6 separate regions of the Mus musculus genome follow, and all the other regions are linked to region 1. The links are chromatin contacts, called in public HiCAR-type and promoter capture Hi-C maps. All regions are on one chromosome and are shown on one strand. The core of a region is the stretch at or near the end of the contact, and the rest is flanking DNA. Distances in the headings are between cores, read along the strand shown. Region 1 holds the start of Pfkp (phosphofructokinase, platelet). Region 2 holds the start of Net1 (neuroepithelial cell transforming gene 1). Region 3 holds the start of Dip2c (disco interacting protein 2 homolog C). Region 4 holds the start of Akr1c13 (aldo-keto reductase family 1, member C13). Region 5 holds the start of Gtpbp4 (GTP binding protein 4). Region 6 overlaps Wdr37 (WD repeat domain 37).

Region 1 (4,656 bases), core at 1,056-3,555:
AAGTCTGGTTCCTAGGAAGTCTGGTCCAACTGGTGGTAGGGGCAACACTGAGAGGCAAGGGGGATCTCCTTAGCAACGAGGGCCTTTTAAACTACCCATGTTTGGTGTGTCTGAGCGGGGGCACACAGGGTAGCTCAAGTGAGAGGAAGGAAGGATGGTGGTGGAGAGGAGGCAGCACTGGTATTCTACCCAGTCCTGCCCTTCTTGTCTTCATTCATCTTACATTAATTCTTTTAACCCAAAGGGATTCCCAAGAGAGAGGATAGAAGTCAGGCGTGGTGGCGCTCGCCTTTAGTCCCAGCACTCGGGAGGCAGAGGCAGGCGGATTTCTGAGTTCGAGGCCAGCCTGGTCTACAAAGTGAGTTCCAGGACAGCCAGCGCTGAAAAAAAAAAAAAAATAGGATAGAGCATCGTGGAAACAGGAGTGGAACAATAGAAAACAGTATAAAAAGGCCAGAAGAAAACAAACAAACAAACAAACAAAATCAAATAACAAAGCAAAACCCCCAAAATAAAAATAAACAATAAAAGAAAAGGGAAAAAGAAGAAAGAAGGAAAACAATAAGTAATGCTAAATGTTTGGAGTATCTCTAATAATTCATAAAGAACCACACTACCTGTGGAATGCTGTTGTCTGTGGCACAAAACCCAACCCTATAGGACATTTGGCTCAGAGGAAACTCACTGTGCTTCTTCCTATTTCGAGTGTTCTCTGCCTCAGAAAGGCATGATTTAAAATTCCAGATCTTCACCTTGGGCCTTGAGCTACAGAAACCTCTGTGGGCAGTGGTCCATTGAGTCTGACACCCCTCCTTCCAGTGCTTTTGGCTAAGAGCATCTCAAGACAATTTCAAGGCACCCAGTGATACTCTTCTCTTCCCTTTTAGAATGATGCTCAGGGAAAATCCATTATCAAGCTATTAGATCAGATGTTCTCCAGTTTAGTGCTCATCATAAAAATCTAGAGAACCTGTTAAAAATATATATATTTCCTGGCTGTTTTCCCAGAAGTTGGAAGGTGGGGGTTGGGAGGGACCTGAAGGCAGCCAACTTCTGTTGATCATGGGAGTTCAGGAATTGCTCAACTGATTCAAGAAGGCAGAGATCAGATCTCATGCATCCTTGTCTACAGTAGATTGGATCTCCCCCCCCCCCCTAAATGTTTGAAGCTTAAAGGGTAAGTTGGAAGATACAAGTCTGTGCGCCTCCATCTTTTTTCTAGGGTTGTCCTAATAGTAGTAAGACTGTATTGTCTTTGCCTAGGTTGTTACTTTGTTTCCTATATTTCTATGTATTCAACACGTATAATTTGCACAGGAAGGAGGCTCAGTGCTGCCACCCCTTCTGTGAGCTATCCAGTTTGCTTGCTTTTGAGGTCTTATTCTTGGGATGACTGCTGAAGGGGTCTGCGTGCTTTTAGAGATTAAGCTCCAGGACAACTCAGGGATCCCCAGGAGGTGCATCTTCAAAATAAACAAAATCAACCACAGATTGGATACTTTTATTTTATTTTATTTTATTTTATTTTATTTTATTGTTGTTTCTAATAGAACCTTCCGGGTTCTGACTAACAAATCAAGAGCAGGGCTTCCATTAGGTGGAGACTGGAATCTACCAAGCCTTTTTTGTTCCGATTTCTTTTGGATTATCCAGAACTCAGGCCTGCTTCCTGAGGGTGTGTCTACGAATGGCTTTCCCCGACATTCTACTTCCAATCCTTTCTCTACAGTCAGTGACACAACTTGATCTACTCACACATCTTTCCTCAATTTCGAAGGAGAAGTGAAACCTGGAGGATCCTATGGATCCTGGACATTGAACAGAAATGCTGAAGCGCCCTACTGTTCTGACTGTCAGGCCAGGAAAGAGCCCTGCCGGAAGTGAGGCGCGTGCCTCTGCTCTACTGCACAGACCTCTGGGCTCCCTCAACCGCCACCCTAACAGCTAGAGCAGGTGGGGTAATGGGCGCCCCACGAGCCTCTGCGCCCACGTGGTGGGCTGACAGGCTCCGCGCCCACTTGTGGGATCATCCCTGCAGCTGCGCTGCCATTCACTTATGCCACTTATGGGTTTCCTACCCGGCTATAATCCCTCCATCCCCCGCTTGAGAAGGCACCCCAACCCGACTCCACCTCTCAGGGACCACAGCGATGCATCCCTAACAGAACGCGTGTCCATACTATCCTGTCCACCCCTGCAGAGTGCTGGAGTCTTTGACACAACAGGCCCCGCCCTTGCGTGAGTCCCGCCCATCGCCACAGCCCATTGGCGCTCGGGCGGGGCGTGGGCGGCTCCTGCGGGTGCAGGCGGGGCAGCGGTTCCAAGGCTGGCGCGCGTGGGCCAGGGCTTCAGTGCTTGCTGAGTACGGGAGTGTCTGGCGTCTCTACCTCCTCATCATGAGTGACTTGGATTCTTCGAGCTCCAGCGCCTATCCGAAGTACCTGGAGCACCTCTCTGGGGATGGCAAAGCTATCGGTGTCCTGACCAGCGGCGGGGATGCCCAAGGTGCGTGCCTACCAGCTCTCTCGCTGGTCTCCAAGGGCCGGGCAGGGGGCGAGGGCGGCTGGAGAGGGCTGCAGAGGAGGGTAATCGGGTTGGGAACAGAGGGAGAGCTGGGGAGAAACGTTGGGTGACCTGGATCTGGGAGAAAGGATGAGGAAAGGGCTTGGTGAAAATTACCTATGAGAGCCGAGGAGAACCGGTGGCTCAGGAGTAGGGAAAACCCTAATCTAGGAACAACTAGGGTGCCTGAGGAGCGACCATAGAGTTCCATTACGTGGTGAGGGGCAGAAGATAAAGGATATTTGTGTAGGATTCTTCATTCCCAAGATGAACCAGTTTTCCATCCCCAAATTTATTAATTGAGCTAGCCAATGGGGTCGTCTACTGTCTGGGTCATATGAGCCAGGCGTTCTTTCCTGGAATTAGGTACAGGGCGACGATAAGGATGCCACAGCACCGCCCCACCCTAATCCCTGGGACTCGTAGGAAAAACAGCGGGGTACCCACAGCGCCTCCATCCCAGTCCTGCCTCCCAAGCGGTGCTAGCAGCCTTCTCTGCTGCTGCATTGCGGGATGCGCAGCTGGGGGGGGGGGGGCGTGCAGGGGTCTCTCAGGGTGTGGCATTGACTGCCAGGCAATGTCTCTTCCTGCTTGTGACAAAAGTGAAAACTAAAATGGGTCACTAGGCCCTCCGGGGCCAGCCTCCCCAGGACGGGAAAGACCAGGAAGCAGGGACTCCGGGACGTCATCAGCCCTCACTTACCAGCTCCGGGCTTCCCTTTTCTCCCAATGACGGGATTGATTTCAGAGCTGAAGGGACTCGATTTCTGTACGCTTGGATTTGATAAACTGAGAATACTTAAAATGTAAGAGCAATGGGGTGACTGTACCGTGCCCCAGCCTCTAATCCTGGGTACACGTGGGGGCGCTGGGGTTCCCAAACAGTGGGCTTTCCGAGTTCATGCTAATTTCTTGATGAGGACACGCGCTAGAAGCAAGACCTACATTTTCATAGAGTATGTGCCCTCCAAGTCTTGAGGTCTGTGCCGGCTGCAGACAGTTCCTGAGCCAGGTTTTGCTTTTGCTTTTCAGTTCTTTCCTCTACCCTGGATGCATCCAAATGCCATGTTATATTTTCCCTCGTTCTAAGCCAGCTCAATCCGGGAGGTTTAGGGTTGGAGTCCTTGCCTTCCGCCCACCCCACGGATGACCTTCCCTTCGCCCTTGAGCGGGGCGGGGCTGGCGCCAGTGCCGCAGGTTGGGGAGCTGCTTAGGGCACCGCCCCGCCCGGCGTGGGAGCCTACGTGATGCCAGGCCCGTCACCTCCGGTGTGCTCAGATCTAGGTCTCCCACACCGCCTCACTCACGTTAGCGCAGCATCGAGGTGCAGAGCATCAGGCTCACAAACAACCGGAAGCTGGGTCGAAAAAGTGAGGGGGTCCCCAGTGTTCTCCCTCCCATTATCTTAAAGGAACCAATGGCAACGTTAGTCACCATAGGGCACTAGGCCCGCCTTCCTCCCCAGAAAGCAGGGTTGGAGTAATACTAGGATTTTAGTAAGGAGATACTCTGTATAAATGTTTCCTCAGGTAGTAGGGCTGTTTTCCCAGAGATAGAGAATGCTTTGATACACCGGAGGTTGGAAAAATAGCATCCTCACACAGAACCCTGCTAAGGCAAGATAATAAGACACTCCCACTACAGGAAGGGGCTTTTGACCACTAGAGCTGCAAGCTTAAGCAATAAAGGTTTTATTTCAGAATTAACATCCTGGGTCAGTTAGAAAACCAATATTAATGGCTTATCATTTTGGAATCCCTGTCCAAAATTATTTCTGAAATATTTAGCCTATGTGCAAACATGAGAGATTCTAGGGGATTGAAGAGGAACTCCGGTTTCTTTTCTGCTTATCTTGGATCTGCCTCAGGTGAGAACTGGAATCTGGATTTTAAATCCATTTGGCCTCTTCTGTGGAAATGGAGTCTCTGAGAACAAAAATTACATTGGATCATTGCTGGGATAGTAGAGTATCAGACCCGTGGAAGAAGGCTGCTCAGCTTAACTGGTGGCATTGCCCACTGTCCCTTGTCAAACCTGAGCTCTGGCAGAGCACCCTCACAACCGGCTCTGACTCACTTCCCAAGCCTGGGCATT
Region 2 (4,656 bases), core at 1,234-3,733, 2.7 Mb after region 1:
AACAAGTAAAAAGTCCAGCTTCCTTCCACGTGCTTCAATATACCATGGGCCTTCAATTCCTTTTCTTATGGTACAACCTAGCTGAAAGTCTAGTATTTTATTGTAGATATTCAATAGATATGTATGAGTAGCTAAAAAAAAAGTAACAACTTCCCAAGTGAATGAATATTGAAAGAATTTTCCTGCACAATTTCCATGCAGTGCACAACTTCCATGAAGTCCCCATATCAGCATCTTTTATTATCTATCACATTGATAGTAAATGTTCCCTAATAACTTCTGGTGATAACACCAAAACCAGCTTCAGTATCTTCAGGAATAGAGACAAACTAACTTGCTTCTGTGTGTAAAAGTGTGTGGTTCCACTAAAATATCTTCATTCTACCAAACTCGGCATAGAGATCAATTGTTTTGGATGACATTTCTGTATTTACATTGTATTTGCTAAACGCAATATTTTCTCCAGTATCTCACTCTGTTTAAGAATTCTTAAATCAAGAAAATAAAAATAAAAAGCATTTTTAAGTGCCAAAAGTCTTACCACCTAGAAAAATTTAATTAATCTCAACTTTCTATTCTGTATAATTACAAAGAGTGATTTATAATTAATTATAGTTCTTTTGTGGGTAGGATTACTATTCTATGATGAAACACCATTATCAAAAGCAACTTGGAGGGGGGAGGGCTTATTTTACTCACACTCCCCTCACAAATCACTTCATGATTTGTCATAGGGTTTCTATTACTGTGATAAAACACTGTGACAGAGGGGGAAAAAAACTTGAGGAGGGTTTATTCAGCTTACACTTCTATATCACAGTTCATCATCAAGGGAAGTCAGGACAGGAACCCAAGCAGTGCAGGAACCTGGAGGCAAGAGCTGACGCAGAGGCCGTGGAAGAGTGCTTACTAGCTTGTTCGTCATGTCTTCCTCTCCCTACTTTCTTACAGAACCCAGGACTACCAGCCCAAGAATGGTATAGCCATGATGGGCTGGCCTATTTCCCATCAACTACTAATTAAGAAAATGTTCTATAGACTTACCTACCGCCTAATATTAGAGAGGGTTTGTCATGGTTTGAATATGCTTGGCCCAGGGAGTGGCACTGTTTGGAGGCATGGCCTTGTTGGAGTAAGTGTGTCACTGTGGGTGTGAGCTTGAATACCCTTGTTCTATCTGCCTGGAAGCCAGTATTCTGCTAGCAGCCTTCAGATGAAGATATAGAACTCTCAGCTCTTCCTGTACCATGCCTGCCTGGATGCTGCCATGTTCCTGCCTTGATGATAATGGACTGAATCTGTATTCCAGCCCCAATTAAATATTGTCCTTATAAGGGCTGTCTCTTTCATGGTGTCTGTTCACAGCAGTAAAACCCTAAAACAGAATTTTTCTAAATTGACATAAAACTAGCCATCATTGTTCTATATTTCATATTTTATGCTTTCAGTTAAAATCACAATGTTTTGTTTTACTATATACCTCTTATTTTTAATTTTCTTTTATTTTCAAGATTATAATATAATCACACCATTTTCTCCCTTCTCTTTTCTCCTTCCCAACTCTCTCCTATACCCCTTCTTGCTATCTTTCACATTCATGGACTCTTTTTATTAATTATTGTTACATAGTCAATATGTAACAATATGTTATACATATATGTTCCTAAATACACAAATACAGCCAGCTCAGTCTGTATGATGTTATTTGTATGTTTTCAGGGCTAGCTGTTAGTATTGGCTAACCAATGGTATTCCCTGAAGAAGACCATTTCTTTATCGGCTGAATGCAGTCTTCACAGTTAATCAGTTATATTTAGACATCTCCCAGTCATTCATTTAGATTGCCTTTAATTTTTCTATTATACACAACATCATTAATATCTCCCTGTATACAAGAGAGACTACATTTAAGACCATTAGCGATATTTAAAATCAGAGAACGTTTTTATTTACCAATCTTCACATAATAACCTGAGCAGGGTCCCTTGTTTCATGCTGCACGTTTTGCAGTCTTGCAAGCAGAGAAAGCAGCCCTTTCCATTCGGTAAAGCGACTGTGTCCTACTTACTGAAAGACAGGAGTACATAACTAGATTTCACTGGTTCTCTAGAGACATCCTGGAGAACAAAGTATTGTCTTTGGCAATTGGGAATATATTCCACATGTATAACTTAGTGTTTATACGTCCAACTGCCTCTTGCTTTGGGGTCAATACCTTCATCCTGTCTAACGCTAAACAACAACAAATGATAAACAGCTTCCGATCCATTTTCCTGCCCTGCAAGTGAAAGTTCTAGTGAATAGAGACTGCCTTTCAGGAGTAAGGTGTGTAGTTAAAATAAATCCCCAAATTCCTAACTTTCACCTTACCACTTTCCCTTTGTCACTGGAGCTCCTAAAAGTTTGGTATGAAGTCTTCTGATTAGGGCGGGACTCCACGTAGCCTAGCAACCGCTTCCCACTCTCTGATTGGCCGATCTCTGGGCAGCCGCCATTTTCAAATCCCCGGATGACGGCGGTAGCCGCTCTCTGCTAGAAGGCGACTTGCTGCCTCGCAGAAGCTGGCGGGCATTGTGCCCGCCACGATCGGTCTCCTGGGCACTGGGCCACCGCCCCACCAACCCCCCTTCTCCGGACATGGAGCCAGAGCCGGCGGCTCAGAAGCAGCCCCGACCTCGGAGGAGAAGCCGCAGGGTCTCAATGCTCAGCGAGGAACCTGCCGCGGGGCTTCCGGCCGACACACCCGGGCCGGCGGCGAACGAGAGGTGAGGGTGGCGGGAGGTGGGTGAGAGCCGGGGACCGAGTCTGGAGACTCAGGACGGGATGGACTGGACGGTGGGTGACCAAGGACTGGCAGTGCAGTAGGGGAGGTTGGGGAAGGCCGGGCAGAAATGCCGCGGGAGGAGAGTGCGCTGCCCGGCGGGCTGCACCGAGGGCTGCACAGCGACTGCTCGGCCCTGCGTAGAAGGGGTGGACTCGTTGGACTTGTTGACAATCTCCTTTAACCCCGTCCCTGGGGAACCGTACATCTGCACCAGAGCTGTTCTCTACCAGAAACTAGTTGTGGATGCAGGCGCTCAGATCAAGACTGTCGTGGACCCTGTGATGAGAAGAGGAATTGTCACCTGAACAGATACCAACCCTTTCAGCCTAAAAGCGGCTGTTCAAATGAAATGTCCTTTGCAGACCAGAACAGGACAGGCTCCTGGAATGAAGAGATCAGAGAAAGACTCTTTCTGGCTTTTCAGTTATTAGCACATTTTCACATTCTGTGTTGTATCTTCATTTCTATGTGTCTGGGAAAGGCAAACACTAGGTTGATTTCAGAAATCTGTGTCTGGAAGAGAGGCTGTGGGAGTCATAATATTTTTATTAAATAGGAAATTGAAATGGCATTTGTCTGGACTACTCTGTCATTCTTTTGCCCTTCGAAATATGAGAAATGGTCTCAAAGTACTGAATGCAATGGTTTCCCATTATAACGTTAGACATTGAGTTACAAAGTATGTAACTTTGTTCAAATCTACGTCTACATAGTGAGTTTATGATAGTGTCTGCCTCATATAAGGCACTGTGTGAACATCAGTACTTATCATGGGCCTCGGCAGAAAACTCGGCAGAAATCTTGTCTGTCAGTTTTAAATCTGTTAAAGTAACAGTGCTGTGTCTGCTCCATCTTTTCAGACATCCCCATGGTCCACTTGACATGATTTCAGGGTTTTTTTGGTTTTGTTTCTGAGACAAGTTCTCACTGTGTAACTTGGTTACCCCAGAACTCACTACCTGTGTAGAGACGCTGGCCACAAACTCATATTGTACTTCTGTACCAGAGCTGTTCTCCATGGAAACTGGTGGACTGTAGGTGGTCTTACATCCATAGGACTATTGGTGAGAAGAGGAATTGTCACCAAGCAGGCTCCAAACCGTTCTGCCTAAAAACTGGTCTTTCTTCCTTAGCCTCCCCCTGTTCTCGGATTGCAGTGTGAACCTCGACGCCCAGGTCATTTGATAGGATGTTAAATTAATCTTTTATATAGCTTATAATCTAATCATGACAAATGGTTTTGAGGAAAAAGCAAACACCTTACTTTCATTATCAAGGCATGGGCAAACCCATTGTATTAAGTAACTCTATAAAGAGCTAGATTCTTTCAGTTAGTACTGATTTTTATGAGTTTGAAGTTTAAGGCAATATTTACCAGAATTCTTGCCTTCTGAAACTTCCTCTCTTCCAATCAGACCGTGTGTTTAAGAAGTCAGAGTGCAGAAAGAAGGCATCTTTGAGACTGAGAATTACAAGAATTAGGATGGGCTAGTGAAGGAGCAGAAAAGGAGGACTTCCTGAAGATGAACAGAAGCAGTGCTTCATTCCACGTGTGCTCAGTGTAATACAGTTGCACCTGCCCTAGCATCAGACACTGTTGAGGATGATGGGGATTCAGGTGAACAAAAGCAGATGGAGCGCTTGCTCTCAGGAACCTTAGATTCTCTTGGGAGGCGTTGGTCACATCATGCAGTGAATTTAAGCCTTTTTGATTCTGTGCAGAAGAGGAAAGATTCTAGGGCCCAGAGTTGGTAGATGACTCCAAGGAAACAGTATCCTCCAGACATAAGAGCACTGATGCACATCTAAACTTACAGAGATTGAAGGAATGC
Region 3 (4,656 bases), core at 1,307-3,806, 2.6 Mb before region 1:
AACTCATTGAGTCCTCTAAGTTCTATACAGACACAAGGTGCTCACAGGGAGTTAAGCTAAGTACACCTCATCTAAAGTGGTTTTCCATACTTCTCTGGGCAACACTCACTCTTCAAGAGTGATCGATCATGACAGGTGACCGCTGTTACCTAAAAACAAAACAGACAGCTACTCTCAACAAGAGGAGAGCAGGATATGTGGCTCCAGGCATTATGTGAGGCTTTGAGAGTAAATGTGAATTGACTTCCTAGTAGGCAGGGAGATTCAGACCCTGCGGAAAGGGCTCAATGCAGGTTCAGATGGCTTCTCACTTTTCAAGTATGGGTGGGCAGAGACACATCACATTAACATAGTGCAGATAGCAGAGGTGCTTGCTTTGAGTGAGAACATGAATGGGAAGGGGTGCTTTCAATACAGGATGCAGACGATAAAACAGCGCTGGTAAGCTGAAGAAGACAGTCTATCTCAAGTCTAACAAAACACAAATGTTTCTTTATAGTTACTTACTAGAAATACACTGTCCACACTGCATACCTCATCTTCCAGTTTAAATCTAAAGAATTCAGCCCTGCCCTTTCTGCCTGTGGAAGGGTGATGCTCTCTCTTATCTCTAGATGGTCAGAACTGAGGCAGGAAGCACAGTCTGGGACACATTATCTTTTCCTCCATTGGAGCTTCCCAGGGACTGCTTCCAAAACACCTTGGAGAACCCCAAATTCGGGATAAAGAAAATGTCTAATCTATGAGAATCTGATAACAGAAGCAACACTTACAGCCACCTGGTTTACTCTCCACCCTGCAAGTGTTAAAAGGGAAAACGTAAAGTCAACGTCAGCTCCTCCCCATGATGAAAACTGGCACGAATGAATTTACGTTCTGGCTGCTGGCCCTCACAAATCGTTACCAAAAAAAAAAAAAGTTTACCATGCTAAACTGCTCCAAATATTAACTCAAGAGAGACGACAGGCCATTTCCACACCACTAAGCTGTAGTCTTCTCAATGAGTGGGATGACCGCTAAATATTTATTACTAGACACATTTTGGAACTTTAGTGGAGGAAAAAGGAAAAAAGAACCTACAAAACCCAAGCTGAAACTTATGACAGTTGAGCACATGATGTCCACCATGAAGAGCAAAGACGAAAGCGTATATAACACTCCGTGAAATCACAGCAGAGCAGCCGCAAAGTCTCAATGTCTCTATCCGGCACGATGGGAAGGAGGCATCCAACCTGGCCTGAGGGGGGAGGTTTTAGGGCTCTAACTCAACCAGCTCGTCACAAACACGCCGGAACAATAGTACTACTATCTTCCTCCCGCTGACAGGACCGTGTGCCTGCAGCCTCAGGGGGATCCAATCCCGAAGTCCACTGACAAGTTTCGCATTAAAATCAGGCCATTCAGAGGCCGTCCCCAAGCAGGGAGCGTGGAAGCATGTGCTGTGCTGGTGCTGGTGGTGCTGCTGGTGCATGTGGTGGTGGTGATGATGGTGGTGGTGGTGGTGGTGGTGGTGGTGGTGGTACTGCAGCTGCATCAAGGACGCAGCGCCTCTCCATTAGGGAAGAGCGCACATCCCCACCAAGGCCATTTCCCCCGCAGCCCTAAAGGTTGCTCCATCTTGCTTCGTAGCCGGGAGCCCCGGGCCCAGCCGCAGCGCGCAGGGGGCATCGCGGCTGCACCGTGCCAGTTGAGCCTGGAGGGCGGGGGCCGCGGCACGCACACGCGCGCGCGTGCACACACACACATACACACGCACACACACTACACACACACACACACACACACACACACACAAGCACGCGCGCACACAAGCACATGCACACACATGCACCCTCCCCGGGGCCACCACACGGGGCCCGGGCCAGGGTCAGGGCCGGGGCCCCGCCACCCCGAGGCCCGGCGCGCGCCCTCCCCGGAGTGACAGCACGGCCCGGCCCGCGGGGCCCCGAGCGCGCTCCAGAGAAGCGGTGTCCCGGCCCGGCCCGGGCGCGGGGCTAAGGGGGGTTGCTGTTACCTTCCGACAGCTCCAGCTCCAGCTCGGCCAGCCGGGCCCTCACCTCCAACGGGAGAGCCATGCCTTCCAGGCTGCGGTCCGCCATGCTCGCCGCAGACGCCTCCGCCCTGCCGGCCTCCTCTTTGTTCGCCGACGGAGGGCTCCTCAGCGGCCGCCACTCGAACCCGGAGGAGCCGCACTGAGGAGGCGGCGGCGGGCGGGCGGGAGCGGGAGGCCGGGCGGCGGCGGGCAGGCGCGCGGGGATTTTCTCCTTAGCCTCCTCAGCCTCGTCAGTCTCCTCAGCGCCTCCTCAGTCTCCTCAGCGCCTCGTCAGCCTCCTCAGCGTCTCCTCAGCGCCTCCTCAGTGCCTCGTCAGTCTCCTCAGCCTCCTCAGCGCGGCCCCGACCCTGGCGGTGGCCTCGCGCCCGGCTCTCTGCGCGCCTCCCCCAGCCGCGGGCTCCGGCCCCGCTCGGCCGGCACCGGATCACGGGCCCGCCCGCGGTCACGGCCACAGGGCTCTCGAGCTGCTCCGCGGCCGCCCTGCCCCGGCGGGAGCGAGCGCCGCTGCGCGCGCACCGGGCAACAAGAAGGCGCGCGCGGAGGGTGGGAGCGCGCGGACGTGCCACGGCGGCGCGCGCTCAGGGGGGCGGGGCCTCCAGCGAGTACTTCGAGAGCGCGCTCGTGGGACAGTGGTGCATTTGGCCTTAGGAGGGGGTCTTCCCAACCCTGAGGCTTAGTTAGGCTCCTCAAGACTCAAGGAGAAAAATAAAGAAGGCATTCGGAAGCACACCCTAGCCTGCTTGTTAAAACTTCAAATGTTCTGGATCATCGAGGGCTGATTTTTTTAAAATACTTTTAAGAGGAAAAAATAATTAAAAAAAAAAAACAAAACAGCATGAGACATAGATTGAGTCCTAGGTTTGAAGTTTAAAAGCATGGATCTAGAACAGACTACTATATGACCTTGAAACACACAATGTTTTGTCTAGACTTCATTTTTCCCATCCGTGGAAATAAATCAAGGTAGGTTGGGTCTGTCACACACTGTCCAGCCTAAGGAGTCTTCAGCAAGTGTCTTCTCCCTCACATCCTACAATATCATCCCCTGCTTTTCTTCTACCTCTTGTGAATTTTTTTCCCTTTGGTCATCGCCTGTGATGGTATCAATGTCTATTCTGAATGGCTGATACGGAGTCTGACTATTTGGGGGCATTCTCGCATGGCCAGCTGTCTCCAGAGTAATCTCACCTAGCTGCCCCTGAAGCCCCAAACACCACAAAACCAAAGTAAAAACAGCATCTCCTAACATTAAACATCCACCTGCTTCTTAAAGCATTTTATTAACTCTTTGAGAATCTCCTACAATGTATCCCTTAGCTCCTCCCAGAGTCATCCCCACCTCTCTACTATCCCAATTTTATGTCTATTATTATTATTATTATTATTATTCAATAACCTATGGACTCCAATTTGTTCTGCTCAAATATTTCAGGATGGCTGATCTCACAGGAGGCACATCCTTATGGAAAAAAATAATAAAAAACTGACTCTCCCTCCCCGAGAAGCCATCAACTGGCCATAGGGATAGGAGCTCATTAGCCCTTTGCTATGGCATGCTAGAATGTTAACTGCCTTCATCCTGTGCTGGCAACCATAGCTTCTGTGAGTTTGTGAGTCCAGAGGTATTGTCGTGTCCAGAAGACAGTTTTGTTCCCAGTTTTCCTCAACCTCTGACTATTACAATCTTTCTACTCCGTCTTCTGTGATGGTCTCTGAGCTTCGGGTGTGGGGTTATGATACAGACGCCCTATTTGTGACTGAGCACTCTACTGACATCTATTCTCTCCACTTTGATCAGTTGTGAGTTTCTGTGTCAACCACTACACAAAGAAATTCCTCTGATGAGGTCGGAAGTCTGCACTAGTCTGTGGGTAGAGAAATACAAATTTAGAGGGCAGTTTGATGCCTCGTCCCTTTAGCGGAGTAGTAATAGTAGGTTAGGTTCACTCCTACCTATGATCTCCCCAGCCAGATTTGCAGTACCAGGCATATGTTTCCTCCTGTGAGGCAGGTCTGAAATCCAATCAGACAGCAGTTGTGAAAGCATATGACCTTGATCTTCACACATAGTATTAATATCATTCAGGTTATTATTGCAGGGTTCATAGATGGTTAAAACTGTTAAACACACACATCCACAGCCTGCATAGCACCTTCCAGTACCAAGCAAGACAGCCAACAAAGAAGAAACTTACTGATTAGCATTGATGGATTCTGCCATGTCCTATGAATAATGTGTACGGTGCCTTCGGCCTTAGGGTCTTACCCATCACCCACCTGCTTTTATCAGCTACTAGTGTTTTCCTAATTATCTAGGCTAAAGTCACCCTGGCTTCTCTACCTTCCTTTATCTTCACACAACTTTTGCTTCTCAGTCCCCTCAAATGTATCCCACAAAAACACTGATGGTCTGCTTCCTTCCCATGCCTGCAAACACTGTTTCTAGTCCCCATGCTTCTTCCTGCCTGGAATATTCTAAAGACCATTGAGATGGTGTACCCAGCAATGGGACCCTGAAATTGTAGACACTTCTTTCAACAGTGCTTCAGCACATCTTCTTATGGAACGCAAGTGAACTTCTTAGCTTTAAACTAGGGGACCCT
Region 4 (4,656 bases), core at 1,345-3,844, 2.5 Mb after region 1:
CCATATTTTGTCTCATGTTTGAGCTAATGAGGCAAAATTGCTTTCTCATGGTCTTTTAATTAACAGCAAGACTTTTGCATCCAAGAGCCTGTCTATACCTATGCAATCCTGGTTACTCACTAGCACTGATGGATGCTCACCCTGGCTTCAGTGGCCTGCTAGAAAGTCACACTAAATGTGTGTAGTAGGATGACTAAGCAAACTGAACACAAGGAAGTCTTCTTGGGACAGGACAATTACACAGACACTCCTTCTACTCCCAGCTAAGACACTGTTACAAAAGGATGCAAATGCAAAGATCACAGATACCAAGCAAGGCCAGGTTAATAATAGGGACTTGGAGAGAAAGTACTGTCCTATGTTAGTCTTTCTACATATCCATTCTCTTTTTCTGAGAGATCTAAATACAGACAGAAAAAAGCATCTAATGTAAGAGTATATCCTTATTTAAAGTACCTTAACTACATCATGTTAGAGGTTATTTATTTCGGTATCAGCCTCTTCAATCCAAGATTATTTGTTTTAAAAAGACATGGCTAGAATTAAACCTAAAATTATTGCCTTGGCTGCCAGATTTGAATAATGATATGACTGGGGTTTTGTTAAAGGTTTAGGGTGTGGGCTGGGGAGATGTCTCACTCAGTAACACCCTTGCAGACAACTTTGGTATCTTAGTTTGGAACCCAGCTCTCTTGTAAAGCAGAGTATGGCATGCAGACTCAGTGCATGAGGAGGAAGCATCAAGGTGAGCCCTGCAGCTCACCCCTGAGCACAACAGACTCGGTGAGACACTGGGTTCACACAGATAAAGCATGAGCATTGGAGGGCAGCTTTGACCTCTTACTTCCTCAGACATTGTTCACAACACACAAAGACACATACAATCATACAATACTTACAAAGGGTTGAAAAAGTAAATGAGAGTAGCTTTTTCATTGTCCTAAGAATCTCTACAGTTATCTTTTCACGATAAAAGACAGTGATTAAGTTCTGGCTTCTACCACCTTATCTGGAAACGAGCCCTGCCTTATCCAAGAGTAAGGACACCGTGAGTTATCAAAGCTGAGGCTCCAGTAGTGGCCTTGACCTATTCTTGATATTGTGCAACTTTGCAAAAGTAACAAATCCTGTGTAGATCTCCAGATTTCTCTGGAGTCTAACAGGAAGGAGATGGACACATTTGAAGTCAAGGGAAGAGATCCTTTGCCACACATTTAAAAGGTATCAGGAGGAATAGAAAACAAGAAAGTCCCTCCAGGTTTGCAAACAGTCCACTTGATGTTTTTTGTTCTGAGGACAACCATGTTCTAAATCCAAAATACACTAATGAATACCAATAACTCACATTTATCTTTACTAGGTCCTCTTTCTCCCCATCATAATGATTCACTATAAAATTCCAGAAAGTTTTCCACAGTTGAGAGTTATACATGGGAGATCTCACTTAGTTCTGGTAAACATCCACTGTGAGATGCTGATGGCTACCCTGAAACAAAACCAAAGTATTTGCAAATATTTGTTTCATGCCTTAGTCTCCGACATTGGTTCCCAACCTTCCTAATGCTGCAACACTTTAATTCATTGCCTCATGCTGTGGTGATCCCCAGACATAAAATGAGTTTGGGGTTCCAACCCACAGATTTGAGAACATACAGGAAGCCACCCTGAATGTTCATTTCCGGCATTTTGCCTTTTTGCAATGAAAAATTATGTTGTAGGTTATGGACATAAAGAGAACTCCCCTCCCACACTGCAACCAAGAAAGCTGATAGGCAATCTGGTGACTTTCTTCTCCTCTATCAATCTTTGAAGCATGGATACAAGAAAAGCATAGTGCCCAGAATTGTTAGGTCATGGGTCTGTCCCTTTAAGCCTGGAGCTCACAGCCAAGTTCACTCTTAGAGCTGGAAGGTCCCAAATGGGAACAGTAGATTCACAGACATGCCTAGGCCAGAAAAGTAAATCCAAGGGGAAATACAAACAAAAATAAAAATAAAAACAAAAACAAAAACAAAAAGAGTCAAATCCTACCAAGACCAGATTCCCAGTCAGACAGTAAAAATAACAAGGAAGATAAACTTTCTCCCTGTCCCTGAATTCGCTTGCTGAGTTATAGTAAATGTTCTAGTGCTACTGAGACATGTACCCTATAGCTTCATTATATGCTGCACTAACACCTACCACAGGAGAAAATGTCTTTAGAGTTTGCCCCCCTTTGTTCCCCTTCAGCATGCCTCCCTACTGATTCACCAGGAACAGGGGTCTTCCTCAGAGAAAAGCAAGCATGAATATAGCTAGGTCTCCCAACCACAGCCACCAATTTCAAGTGCTGCTGTAACCTCTATTTATCAAGAACAATCAGCAAGCAGGGGATACACAATCAGACCCTGATGCAGGGCAAACCTAACTTTCTGTTCTCTTGTACACGGATTAGCTCTAGCCTGAGATACTGACAATCCTGTATTCTTACCTCCTTGGGTTTATAGGTGCCAAAGCCCAGGGCAGGAATTAAGTGGCCATCATTTAGTTTGACACAGTGCTGTTTGGAGCTCATTGTCTCTCACTCCCCTGGCTAAGCACTTCCTGAGTATTCTGTTGCCCTGAAGCGGAAGTGGGTAAACATCGTCTATCAACTTCCTGTCTAATGGTTAACAAGGGACACTCCCTTTCTGGCAGTTAGCCATGCCTACTCACTGGCTAATGTTTAACTATCTGCTATCCAGCTAATGATTAATCAGTGCTACTGTCTGGCTAATGGTTAACAGTACTGTTGTGTGCCTACTGTTTTAAATACTACTATTGTCTGTCTAATGGACACCAACACAAGGGAGGAGTCAGAAATTTAAAGCAGTATTCCACAAATAAGAACGCAAGCCACTCATTTTCATATAAAGGATAAATTTCAAATAAAGTACTATATAAGATAAAGTACGTGTTTACTGTGGTTTTTCTCTTCTTTATCTCATATATTAAATACTATTAAAGAAGAGATTGGTTGAACAATTATAATACTGAAGATACTTATTTTCATTTGGCCATTATGAAGCCTCTACTTGAACATGCATCACTGAAAATCATGAGTTACTGCATGCCCTGTAAACATAAAGAAAAAAGAAGCCACACTTGAGCACTTAAAGTGATAGGGGCATCAAACCACCCAAAAAACTTTGACTCAAAATTTTCCCTGTCTACAAGAAATGCAAAGATAAGATGGAGCAGAAACTGAGGGAATGGCCAAGGAATATCCAGCTCAACTTGATTCCCATCCCATGGGCAAGTATCAGTCCCTGAAAGATGTTATGTTATGGTTGCAGACAGGAAGGAAGCTAGCATAACTGTCCTCTGAAAGGCTCCATCCAGCATCAGACTAAAACAGGTGCAGAGGCCCACAGCCAAACTTTGGATGGAGCTCAGGGACTCTTATGGAAGAGTTGAGGGAAGGATTGAGAGTCCTGAAGAGGGTAGAAACCCTATAAGAAGACCAAGAGAGTCAGCTAAACTGGATACTTGGGGGCTCTCAGAGACTGAACTATCAACTAAAGAGCATACTCAGACTCAACCTAGCACACACACACACACACACACACACACACACACACACATAGTAGAAGTACAGCTTGTGTCTCATGTGGGTCCCAATAACTGGAACGGGAATGTTCCTTAAAACTGTTGCCTGTGTAGTCTGTTTCCCTATCTGGGCTACCTTGTCTGGCCTCCTGGGAGAGAATACATCTAGCAATGCAGAAACTTGATGTGCCAGAGGTAGGGGGATACCCAGGATACCGCCACCCTCTCAGAAGAGAATGGGAGGGGTAGAGACAGTATAAAAGGGGGAGCAGGTGGGTAGTGATCAGGATATAAAGTGAATAAATAATTAATGGAAAAATAGTTCATGAACTGAATTTAGTCTTCTCAGAATTTTTTTAAAAACAAAGATATCAACAACTAAAACTGAAATTTTTTATTAATCATTCCATTCATTTACATCTCAAATGATATCTCACTTCCCAGCTACCCCTCCACAAAACCCCCCATCCCACATCAACCCTCTCCTCCCCCCCTTTGCCTCCATGAGGGTGCTCTCCCACCCACCCTCTCCCACCCTACAGATTCAGCAACTCCCTGTGCTGGGCCTTCAAACCTCCTTGAGACCAAGGTCCTCCCCTCCCACTGCTGTCAGGCAAGTCCATCCTCTACTACATATGTATCTGGAGTCATAGATCCCTCCCTGTACATTCCTTGGTTGGTGGTCTAGCCTCTGGGAACACTGGATAGTCCAGCCAGCCTATGTTGTTTTTCCTATGGGGTTGCAATCCCCCCTGCTCCTCCAGTCCTTCTGTCAGGTTCCTCACGGGGTCCCTAAATTGTCTGATGGTTGGCTCCGAGCATTACATCTGCACTGGTCAGTTGTAGGCCAGACCTCCCAAGGAGCAGCCATACCAGGTTCCTGTCAGCAAGTGGCCGCAGCAACAGTGTAGGGTTTGGTGTCTTCTTTTTGAAATTACTCACTGTAAATTTTTTCATGTATTTTTCTATTATCATTTTCACAAGTGTAACCCTGAAATATAGTAAAGGAGACAGCATGGAATAGTGCTTAGTGGTTGATAAAGAACTGGCAGTTACTGGATTTTTGTTTTCTGCAATATGTAACATGAC
Region 5 (4,656 bases), core at 1,378-3,877, 2.3 Mb before region 1:
AATGGCAATGTGCTTCAAATTGATTTTTAATACTGGAACGATGGGAACATGATAGACATTTTCATGAAGAAGAGCAGGACTTGTTAAAAGATCTGAAAAGTGAGAGAGCACACACAATGACTTAGAAGCAGTATGTCAAAGCAGGTTTTGTAGGAGCCAAGCCACATGTTCAAGGCTTTTTATATAATTCTTATATATCTTATATAATTTTATATAATTTCTACATATAACAAAATTGTATAGTTTTGTTTCCTCACCAAATATTATAAGGTTTTTGTAGGAGCTAAGTGAGTTAATTTGGGGTCAACTGCTTTGAACACTGCTTGAGCTATAGTCAGCCCTATTTAAGGTTTAACACCATATGGGATTCTTGAGTTACCTGAGAGTGAAAATTTTATCAATTGTCCAAGTGCTTCATCCTTATCCACTTCCTCCTATTTGAGCTGGGCTCCAAGGACTGAGTCTCCTTGGTGAATACCTGGATTCTGCTAACCCACTGTGTGGGACCACATACAGCTCTTTTGCCTTATTCCATAATTTTCCTTCTCTGCTCCTGTTCCTGGGATTCATCATCAGTAGGGCCACTCTTCTTATGACCTCACCTCTGCCCCTGAGGCCTCATCTACTAACTTTGTTTCAAGGTCTTTAGTCTTGGTCAACCTTGCTCTTGACTCTGTTCAGTTTTGTTCAGTACCCTAGTGGGGAGTCAGAATGTGAGGCTGTCCTTTCCTTTCCTTTTTTTTTTTTTTTTTTTTTTTTTTTGGTTTTTTGAGACAGGGTTTCTCTGTGTAGCCCTGGCTGTCCTGGAACTCACTTTGTAGACCAGGCTGGTCTCGAACTCAGAAATTCACCTGCCTCTGCCTCCCGAGTGCTGGGATTAAAGTCGTGCGCCACCACGCCTGGCCTTTTTTTTTTTTTTAAGATTTATTTATTTTATGTATGTGAGTACACTGTATATGTACAGATGGTTGTGAGCCTTCATGTGGTTGTTGGGAATTGAATTTTTAGGACCTATGCTTGCTCCAGTCCACCCTGCTTGCTCCGATCAATTCAGTTCACTCAGTTTTTTTTTTTTTTTTTTTTCCTTTTTGCTTTTTCTGAGACAGGGTTTCTCTGTGTAGCCCTGGCTGTTCTGGAACTCACTCTGTAGACCAGGCTGGCCTCAAACTCAGAAATCCAGCTGTGTCTGCCTCCCAAGTGCTTGAATTAAAGGCATGCGCCACCACTGCCGAGCCTCACTCAGTTCTTGCTTACTCCAGCCCAAAGATTTATTTATTATTATACATAAGTACACTGTAGCTGACTTCAAACGCACCAGAAGAGGGTGTCAGATCTCATTATGGGTGGTTGTGAGCCTCTATGTGGTTGCTGAGATTTGAACTCAGGAACTTCAGAAGAGCAGTTAGTGCTCTTACCCGCTGAGCCATCTCACCAGCCCGAGACTGTCCTTTCCAACAGCACAGAGAGATGCATTTAGTCAGAAAAGCAGAAAGTAAATGCTCTTGGGAAATACCCAATTTAACATATCTGGAGTCTGATTGAAAATGTCTGATTGTAATTAAAAAAGACACCAGGCTGAAAGCAACTTGTATTATCAAAGTAGTCCACACTGGGGCTGTGAAGGAGAAAGGAGAAAGGAGACTTTGAGGAGAGGAAGAACCTTGAGGATTATCTAGTTAGGGAGAGACTCAGGAAGGTAAATTAGCAAAGAAGACTGCATTCTAGACATCAAGTACCAGAATGATGGATGTCACAGAAAAATAGGGAGAAAGGTTTGAAGAAGATGGCAACACCTGAGAAAGGGTCTTTTAGTTAAAAGATAATCATGAGGCAAGAGTAGATGGATTAAGGTAAAGAAATGGGTGGCTTAATTAAACTGACAGGGAAAACGCAAGTGGGAAGGTTGGCTTCAATCCATGTAGGTCTGTACGGATCAGACTTTGTGTCTATGTCTGGTGCCTGGGTTCTGGGCAGCTGTGTGGGGGGCAGAGTTTTTTCACTGGCCCATGTCAGGTGAAGGTCAGGTGAAGGTGGAGCACCCACAAACCACCTCGAGACTGCAAGGTCAGGAGAGGAAACTCGGGCCACCTGGAAGTATGCAGTCTACTCCATTAACAGAAGCCCCGTCAACATAATTTACTCGAATAAATAACTTTCCACACTGCCAGGCGACAGACAGCCTTTCTTGCTCAAGGGACACCAAAGTGATGCAGAAGCCCCGCGCTGCGTCTTCCCGCTCGTCACTCGCTCTGGCCGCGGCGTCCCCAGAGGTGGCTGGAAACACCCTTTGGAGCCCCGAAGCCGGCTTGGGTGAGGGCAGTGTTTCCTGAGAGCCCCGCCAAGGTGGCCAGCCGGGAGTCTCCCTTTCACCCCGCAAGGTTATCTCTCCCACCTCTAAACCCAGCAGATCTCTACCGCGGCTCTTGGCGGCGGACTTCCCGGCCGAGCGGGGACGCTGTGGGACTAGAAGCCTGTCTAGGCGGACGCGTGGGCCACGCCTCGCGGACATTCAGGAAATGATGTAACGCTTGAGTCCGGCAGCCAAAGTTGTGTCACGCCGGATAGCGGAAGTCCCGCCCACCTCCGCCGGCGGAAGTCCGGTCCTCCGCTTCTCCTGGTTCCTCGTGCGTTCCACCGCCGGCATGGCGCATTACAACTTCAAGAAGATTACGGTGGTGCCGTCTGCCAAGGTAGGGGTGACAGAGGTCGTTTCCGCCTATCTCCATTTCCCCGACAAGTCGCCAGGGAGGGTCCAGGCCTGTATCCCCGAGACTGGGGGAGGGAGGACACCGTGCAGTCCCTCGGCCCTCAGTGCGGAGCTCCGCTTGCTAGGCTTTGTCCTCGCGACCCTCGGAGATCAGTCCCACTCTCTGAAACCAAGCCCCTCTCCTGCTGTCCTTGGGTACCCTAAGCCCTAGAATCCCTCCAAGACATCAGGGCCGTTCCAGAGCCTATGATTCTTGTGTGGCCTGCCGACGGGACAAAGTGTCTGGGTGGTGGCCACAGTAAGGAGCAGGGTAGGAAGCCTGAAGGGGCCAGTGGTGAGCGTCGTGTGAGTACCCTCCCCTTTAAGTAGAATTTGATTCGTGACGTCACGGTCTAAAAAGATTTTAGGTAGCTGTCATTTTGTCGTTGGACTTAAAAGATGCAATTGGTTATAAGCACGCAAGTAGCCAGGCCCACATTATGTAACGTAGCAAGATGCTTTCCTCCCAAATGTCGAGAATGAGGTAGGCTAAAGAACCTAAAAGGATACACCGGTTTCTCTGGCAAGCCATGGGCATTAAATTGCAGAATCAGTTAGAGGAACCAGTGTCACTATCGTTAAATTGACCGCAGTGTGGGTGTTTTCGACATCCCCCTTTCTGAATGAGCTTGCTTTGAAAACTTGTGTAAAGAACTAGTATTTTCTGGTGGGCGTGGTAGTGCACGCCTTTAGTCTCAGCACTAGGGAGGCAAAGGTAGGCGGATCTCTGAAAGACCCTGTCTTGAAAAGACAAAAACCATGTTTCCACTAGTTGTTTTCCTTACACGTCTCTGTATTTCTCCTTTCTTCCTCTTTCTGATATCCATTCTGATACGTTTTTCACACGTTTGTAATAATTGGAAAGAAACTACATGTAGGAATCACATTTTGTTTTAGCCCACGAGACTGTCGCCACTACTTCTCAAGTGCATGTTGAAGGAACTCGTACACTTTTTATTTCACTGGAAATAGAGTTCATTGGGTCAAAGGAACTTTGTTGATATAATTGACCTAGGAAAGGCAGCCTTTGTCTCTGTTGCCCTGAAGGAGGTCTGTTTGCAGATGAGTTTGCATGTGTGTAGATAGGTGGTGGGAAATAAAAAGTCAATCTGAAGAGTATGGGGTGCTTTTGTAAAGTGTGTGCCAAGTTCTGTGTATAGAAACACATAGAATAGTCTGCGTCTTTAAGAATCATATTCTGGGGGCTGGCGAGATGGCTCAGTGGTTTAGGAGCGCCGACTGCTCTTCCGAAGGTCTCGAGTTCAAATCCCAGCAACCACGTTACGTCTGTAATGAAATCTGATGCCCTTTTCTGGAGTATCTGAGGACAGCTACAATGTACTTATATATAATAAATAAATAAGTAAATAAATCTTAAAAAAAAAGGATTTTCTGAAGGAATAACTGAATGTGTTTATACCCACCGCAGTATGATGGAGAAGTGTGAGCTCCAATTGGCCCTCTGTATGAGTTCAAATCCAGAGTCAACCAACACAGATTAAAAACACTATTTGAAAATTGCATCTATATTTAATGTACATAGACTTTATTTTCTCTTTTTTGTTTGTTTGCTTTCTTTTTGTCTGCCTTGGCTGGCCTGGAACTTATACATTTCTGCCTCTAGGATTAGGATTAAAGGCGTGAGCCACCATGCACATAGACTTTTTAAAGGAGCATTCCCTACATATAGTTACAGCTATTTACCGTATATGACAAATATATGTGGATTCTTCTACACACAAGTACTGTGCCATTTTATAAAGTGAACTCAAATATCTCTCTGTTTTGGTGGGCGAGGGCTTGGGTGGGAGGAACCCTGACTATAAACTCCTGTAAATATCAGAGATTTGGGATAACATAAGAATGTAGTGAGAACTGGGCAGTCGGTGTTAGTGCATGCCTTTAATCCC
Region 6 (4,656 bases), core at 1,146-3,645, 2.2 Mb before region 1:
TGTTCTGAACATGATCTAAGAAACTGAGCCCTGGCCTTCCTGCTTCATCACTCTGGTGTGTTCACAGAGCTCTGCAGGCTTTGCAGGCCCTTCTGCAGTGGGCTGTAACATTCCCCAAGGCTCTGTTTTGGAAGATCCTCTGAGTACATGGTAAGGGGCTTTTCACAGTGCAGTCTTCTAGTCTAACAAAGATGATTTTCTGGAGTCTTTTCATTAAGTTCAAAAGTCAGATTCTTATCTCTTATGTTTGCTGTTCTTACTGGTGTAGCTCTAAAAAGTTGGCTGTAAGAAGGTTGTTTAGTGAGTCTTTGTTTAGAGAGACAGTATTTCTACAGAAGCCTTTCTTGCATATTTCATATTAACATGATATGCAACTCTTTTGAAAATTGTATTTAAGGTATGTTCTTTTGGGAATTCAGCATAAATTCTTTTAGTTAAAGAACCAGTGCCTTTAATGTGAACAGTTAACAATTGTCCAGTTAATCTGAATTTCTGTATATTGGATTTTCTTAAGGCAAGGTATAGTTATATAAGCATCAAGATTGTCAGCTCAATTTTGAGATCCAATTTCTCAAGGAATTGAGAGAGGTTTTTTTTTTCTTTTCATTTTCTCTTTCTGTTATCTCTCTATGGCTTGGCTGCCTTTTTGAAAAACTAGGGGTTTGAGATATAATGCTTCACTGTAAGATAAAAACTGTAGCCAAATGGTCCCTTGAGATTTGCTCTGTCATTATGCTTGCTGGGTACAGACAGAGCTCCTTGATGTCAGCTGTGTTCAAGGCTTTTACTTTTATAACATGTTTTTGATGTGTTGCATTGAATTTCATCCTGTATCTCTTCATTATAATAGGAAATCTACCATTGTAGTATTTATTGAATGTAAAGATGTATTTGCTATTGGATCAGTCTTTAGTAGCTCTGTGTATCCCGGTTTATCTAAAGAGTCATTTTAGTTACTCTGTATAGCATTGTTTTACTAGTCACAGCAATGCAAAGCTGATCCTTGCTTTGGGAAAATAGATGATTGCTTTGGAAAATTTGGACTTTCAGCTAGTGGCTGAAATAATTGTTTTCCCTGAATTTCTATCTGAAAATCAAGAGCTGGCATGAAAATTCAGTGCTTTTCTTCTAAATTTGCCCATTTGTATAATAATTTAGTTTTTACCCAGTAGTATAATTTAGTAGCCCAAGTATGTACTTCCCAAGCCAGTGTTTCCCCTCTTCATCCTGCACCCCCTTCTTAAGCTGGTCTCCCCAGATCAAGAAGATCTTGAACTATATGTAGTGTGGATGATTCATGCATGTGTCAGGATCTCTTACAGTTATGGAGGTTGTTAGGTTAAACCCACTTACTGTTCTTTGAAATAGCTGACTATCTGATTTCTTACAAATAATCCGAGGCCCCAGCTCCAGGCTCAGATTCATCCTCTTGGTACCATTGTCTTGTTTACATGCTTGGCATTTTTCCTTTCCTCTCCGCTATCCCGATTCCTCATGTTCTGAACCTCCCCTCCCCCCTCTCCTCCCTCCCCCTCCCTTTGTTTTGTTTCAATGAGTATGAGAAGGAATTGACAGTTGAGGCAGTCACTGGTCATTAAACTTCCTCCATGGGTGGCCAATGACTAGTTTATACCCGACTGACAGTTTGTTTACAAGTGTGAATAAACTTTGGCATTGAGAACAGTCTGAAATTAGCTCAGCATGGATGAGTATTTGAGAACAGAAGGTTTTTTGTTTCTTTTTGGCGTTTTCTTATACACAACTGTGGTTTTATTTTCAGTGTGAGCTTTGGCGATTTCTTCTAAGGAAACTGAACTGCATCTAACAAAACAAAAATTATCTTAAAATCATAATGATTATTTTGAGGTTATGAAATTTTTGTATGCCTTTATTGGCAAGTATCTGGTAGGTGGGAGGTAGTTACTACTAAATACTTAATTCTAGATAGACTCAGCAATGTAGAAGTAGCTTGTATTATAGCAACAGGTTCCTTTCCTTTCCTTTCCTTTCCTTTCCTTTCCTTTCCTTTCCTTTCCTTTCCTTTCCTTTCCTTTCCTTTTCTTTTCTTTTTTTTCCTCTCACGCTTTTAAGAAGGCATATTTGGAAAATGACATTTTTACCTAGATGGCAGTCCATTTTAATTAGAACTGTATTTTGTTCTTTGTCAGAATCAGCATGTTTGAGTAAAGCAAGGGAGATATGGATACCCTGATGAATGCTGCTAATTTAATGTCATTCCCCCATTAAATGGACTGGTGCATTTTGAGTTTTGAATATCTGCTTTGTCTTCTGTTTTGGCTTTTCTGAAGTCAGTTGTGGTTTTTTATGTTAATGTCTGTGGTGATTTGAGTAGGAATAGCTACCTTAGGCTCATATTTGAATGCTTAGTCATCAGGGAGTGGCACTGCCTGAGAGGGATTAGGAGGTGTGGCCTTGCTGGAGGAAGTGTGTCACTGGGGGTGGGCTTTGAGGTTTCAAAAGCCTAAGCCAGATCCCATGTCATCTCCCTTCTGCTCTCTGTGGATCCGGATGTAGGAATTGTCTGCTACTTCTTCAGCATCATGTCTGCTTGTGTGCTGCCATGCTTCCCACCATGCTGATAACAGACCATGCTGATAACCTTTGAATTGTAAGCCAGTCTCAATTAAATGTTTTCCTTTGGTCATGGTGCCAGTGGATCAGTGTCTAAAACAATGTCTAATGATACTTTTTTTTTTCAGTCCTCATTTTCTCCATTTACTGCTCCTTATATGTATACTAAAAGCAATAAATGTGTGTGTGTGTGTGTGTGTGTGTATCAGGGTGAAGAAATATTGTTGATCAAACTCTGGCCCTCGTATGGTAGGGAAACATTCTGCCACTGAACTGTTTCCCTGGCTGCTCCTAACACTTTTAAGGTAGTGTCCTAGTTAGGGTTTCCATTGCCGTGAAGAAACACCATAACCAAGGTAATTCTTACAAAGGCAACCATTTAATTGAGGCTGGCTTACAGATTCAGTGGCTTAGTCCCACTCTCATCATAGCAGGAAACATGGCGGTGTCCAGGCAAACATGGTTCTGGAGAAGGAGCTGAGAGTTTTGCACCTTGGTCTGAAGGCAATCAGGAGAGACTCCTTCTGCAGGCAACCAGGAAGAGGCTTTCTTCTGTACTGGGTGGAGCTTGAGCATAGGACCTCAAAGCCCACCCTGACAAAACCACACCTCCCAATAGTGCTAGTTCCCAGGCCAAGCATATTCAAACAACCACAAATGACATATCAACATATGTCAATTCTGAGTAACAGCTTAAGGTACATTCCTATAAAGCAAGGACTTGAATGTATGGGTGGTAAGTACTCCCTTTTGTGTTATAAAATGGGCCAAGAGCATATAGTTTTATGCTGCTGCTTAGTCTAGAGAGCACTGAGATACATGAGTACTGGTGCTTAATCTAGAAAGCACTGAGATAGATGAGTACTGTTGCTTAGTCTAGAGAGCACAGAGATGAGTACTGTTGCTTAGTCTAGAGGGCACAAGCAGAGTGCTGTTCTAGACCTGTGGGTTGACATTTCTACAGTAGGTCTACTTCCCTTTGTAAAATGATAAAGATGATATGCTTTTCTTCTGCTTAGTTAATAACTCCAAAGGGCTGTCACTGTGTCTGCAGTGTTGAGGCCCTAAGGTAAAACTTTGTATGTATTCAGAGTAGTAAGTATAAACGGTTTCAAAGGAGTCGTATAATTTGGTTCATAATAAAAATGTCATTTGCCTGATTTTGAAGGGAAGCTGCTTTATCTTGTAGGGTGTTAGAATTGTAGCTTTTCAAGTAACATTTACTGTGGAGAAGGTGTTTTAAAAGTAAGGTATATATTTGTGTTGGTATATATCTTTTCCAAGAAGAAGCTGATGTGAAACATGTCACATGTTACACAGCTGTGAAATCTCACTAGGAAAAACACCGGTCTTTGTTGAATGGTATAGGTACGAATTGACATTTTAAAAGAAAGAGACAAAGTTAATTTTTTCAGTGTGAAGTGAGTAGTTACTGGCAGTGAGGCGGGAAGTGAGGCTGGAGGCCAGCTGCCAGCATGGCTGTCGGGGGCTGGCAGGCGGGCTGCATCCTTGTCCCAGGCTAGTGACTTGACCTGCTCCTTTGGGGCCGGGGTTAGGCATGGGCGTCTGAGAGGTTTGATGAAGAGTGTAGAGAGGACGCTAAAGGTTTGTTTTCAGATTGAGGACTATGGGAAATGCCAGAGAGCTGAGACTTGGTAGACCAGAGGGAGGCATCATGATGGCCTTGTTCCTGTCAGGCAGAGGCAGATGGTAATCAGAATCTGGTGATTGGATGGTCTCTGTGGCTTTTGGTTCTGGAAGTTGGATGTGGAAGTCTCTTCAGGTAAAGGTGAAGGGAAGAAAGAAGTAGGCGTCTGCGGCTGGGGAGCGTGGGGCATGTGCAGGTGTGGCATGTGCAGGTCACGGGGCCTGAGGCCCATTGGCGAGGCCGGCGTGGGGTGCAGAGCTGCTGAACTAGGTGTGGGTCCCAGGGGAACGTACAGTCAGCCAGGCCGGGGCCATTGAGGAAGAATACAGATCTGTAGCTAACTGCGAGTCTACTAGAATGTAGTCTGGACTCTAGAACTTTTTAGGGAGAAACCAGTGGGACTGTGACTGCCATTC

The links. Promoter capture Hi-C pulls out the DNA fragments that hold promoters and counts their contacts. HiCAR-type assays count read pairs that join an accessible place to other places.
Region 2: a HiCAR-type map of astrocytes shows a contact between it and region 1, with 4 times the contacts expected there. The contact joins the promoter of Net1 here to the promoter of Pfkp in region 1. A contact is called at or near these places in 7 of 39 promoter capture datasets (the 3T3-L1 cell line, 3T3-L1-derived adipocytes, hematopoietic stem and progenitor cells and 3 more), 2 of 484 Hi-C or Micro-C datasets (CD4 T cells and CD8 T cells), 2 of 115 datasets of contacts at active chromatin or transcription factors (astrocytes and double positive thymocytes) and 2 of 9 other capture datasets (adipose tissue and liver).
Region 3: a HiCAR-type map of astrocytes shows a contact between it and region 1, with 4 times the contacts expected there. The contact joins the promoter of Dip2c here to the promoter of Pfkp in region 1. A contact is called at or near these places in 3 of 39 promoter capture datasets (hippocampal neurons, maxillary cranial neural crest and pre-B cells) and 1 of 115 datasets of contacts at active chromatin or transcription factors (astrocytes).
Region 4: a promoter capture Hi-C map of the HPC-7 cell line shows a contact between it and region 1. The contact joins the promoter of Akr1c13 here to the promoter of Pfkp in region 1. A contact is called at or near these places in 1 of 39 promoter capture datasets (the HPC-7 cell line and HPC-7-derived erythroid cells) and 1 of 9 other capture datasets (adipose tissue).
Region 5: a contact with region 1 is called in a promoter capture Hi-C map of pre-B cells, with 13 times the contacts expected there. The contact joins the promoter of Gtpbp4 here to the promoter of Pfkp in region 1. A contact is called at or near these places in 13 of 39 promoter capture datasets (the 3T3-L1 cell line, 3T3-L1-derived adipocytes, the C10 cell line and 8 more), 3 of 484 Hi-C or Micro-C datasets (CD4 T cells, LSK cells and embryonic stem cells), 5 of 115 datasets of contacts at active chromatin or transcription factors (astrocytes, cardiomyocytes, embryonic stem cells and 2 more) and 2 of 9 other capture datasets (adipose tissue and liver).
Region 6: a contact with region 1 is called in a HiCAR-type map of astrocytes, with 7 times the contacts expected there. The contact joins the enhancer-like site here to the promoter of Pfkp in region 1. A contact is called at or near these places in 14 of 39 promoter capture datasets (the C10 cell line, the HPC-7 cell line, HPC-7-derived erythroid cells and 10 more), 1 of 484 Hi-C or Micro-C datasets (CD4 T cells) and 8 of 115 datasets of contacts at active chromatin or transcription factors (SST interneurons, T-cell acute lymphoblastic leukemia, acute myeloid leukemia and 4 more).

What each region holds. Positions count from the first base shown.
Region 1 is chr13:6,646,420-6,651,075 of GRCm38.p6, reverse strand. It overlaps Pfkp (phosphofructokinase, platelet), which reads left to right and starts at 2,305. Exons shown (of 22, transcript NM_019703.4): 1 at 2,305-2,505. The coding sequence starts at 2,397. It overlaps Gm35730 (a long non-coding RNA gene), which reads right to left. Exons shown (of 3, transcript XR_382032.3): 3 at 4,238-4,487.
Region 2 is chr13:3,916,047-3,920,702 of GRCm38.p6, reverse strand. Net1 (neuroepithelial cell transforming gene 1) reads left to right here and starts at 2,483. Exons shown (of 12, transcript NM_019671.3): 1 at 2,483-2,765. The coding sequence starts at 2,638.
Region 3 is chr13:9,274,425-9,279,080 of GRCm38.p6, reverse strand. Dip2c (disco interacting protein 2 homolog C) reads right to left here and starts at 2,556. Exons shown (of 37, transcript NM_001081426.2): 1 at 2,015-2,556. The coding sequence starts at 2,099.
Region 4 is chr13:4,189,125-4,193,780 of GRCm38.p6, reverse strand. Akr1c13 (aldo-keto reductase family 1, member C13) reads right to left here and starts at 2,594. Exons shown (of 9, transcript NM_013778.2): 1 at 2,471-2,594. The coding sequence starts at 2,554.
Region 5 is chr13:8,993,983-8,998,638 of GRCm38.p6, reverse strand. Gtpbp4 (GTP binding protein 4) reads left to right here and starts at 2,627. Exons shown (of 17, transcript NM_027000.4): 1 at 2,627-2,690. The coding sequence starts at 2,643.
Region 6 is chr13:8,826,915-8,831,570 of GRCm38.p6, reverse strand. All of the region lies in intron 11 of Wdr37 (WD repeat domain 37), which reads left to right. Among named protein-coding and RNA genes, the nearest start is that of Wdr37, 42 kb to the left of the region's middle. Within about 2 kb of position 2,395, at least 33 of the 459 cell types and tissues checked have an H3K27ac peak or open chromatin away from gene starts, as enhancers often do. A contact at or near this core is called in astrocytes and stem cell-derived neural progenitor cells, where this site is marked.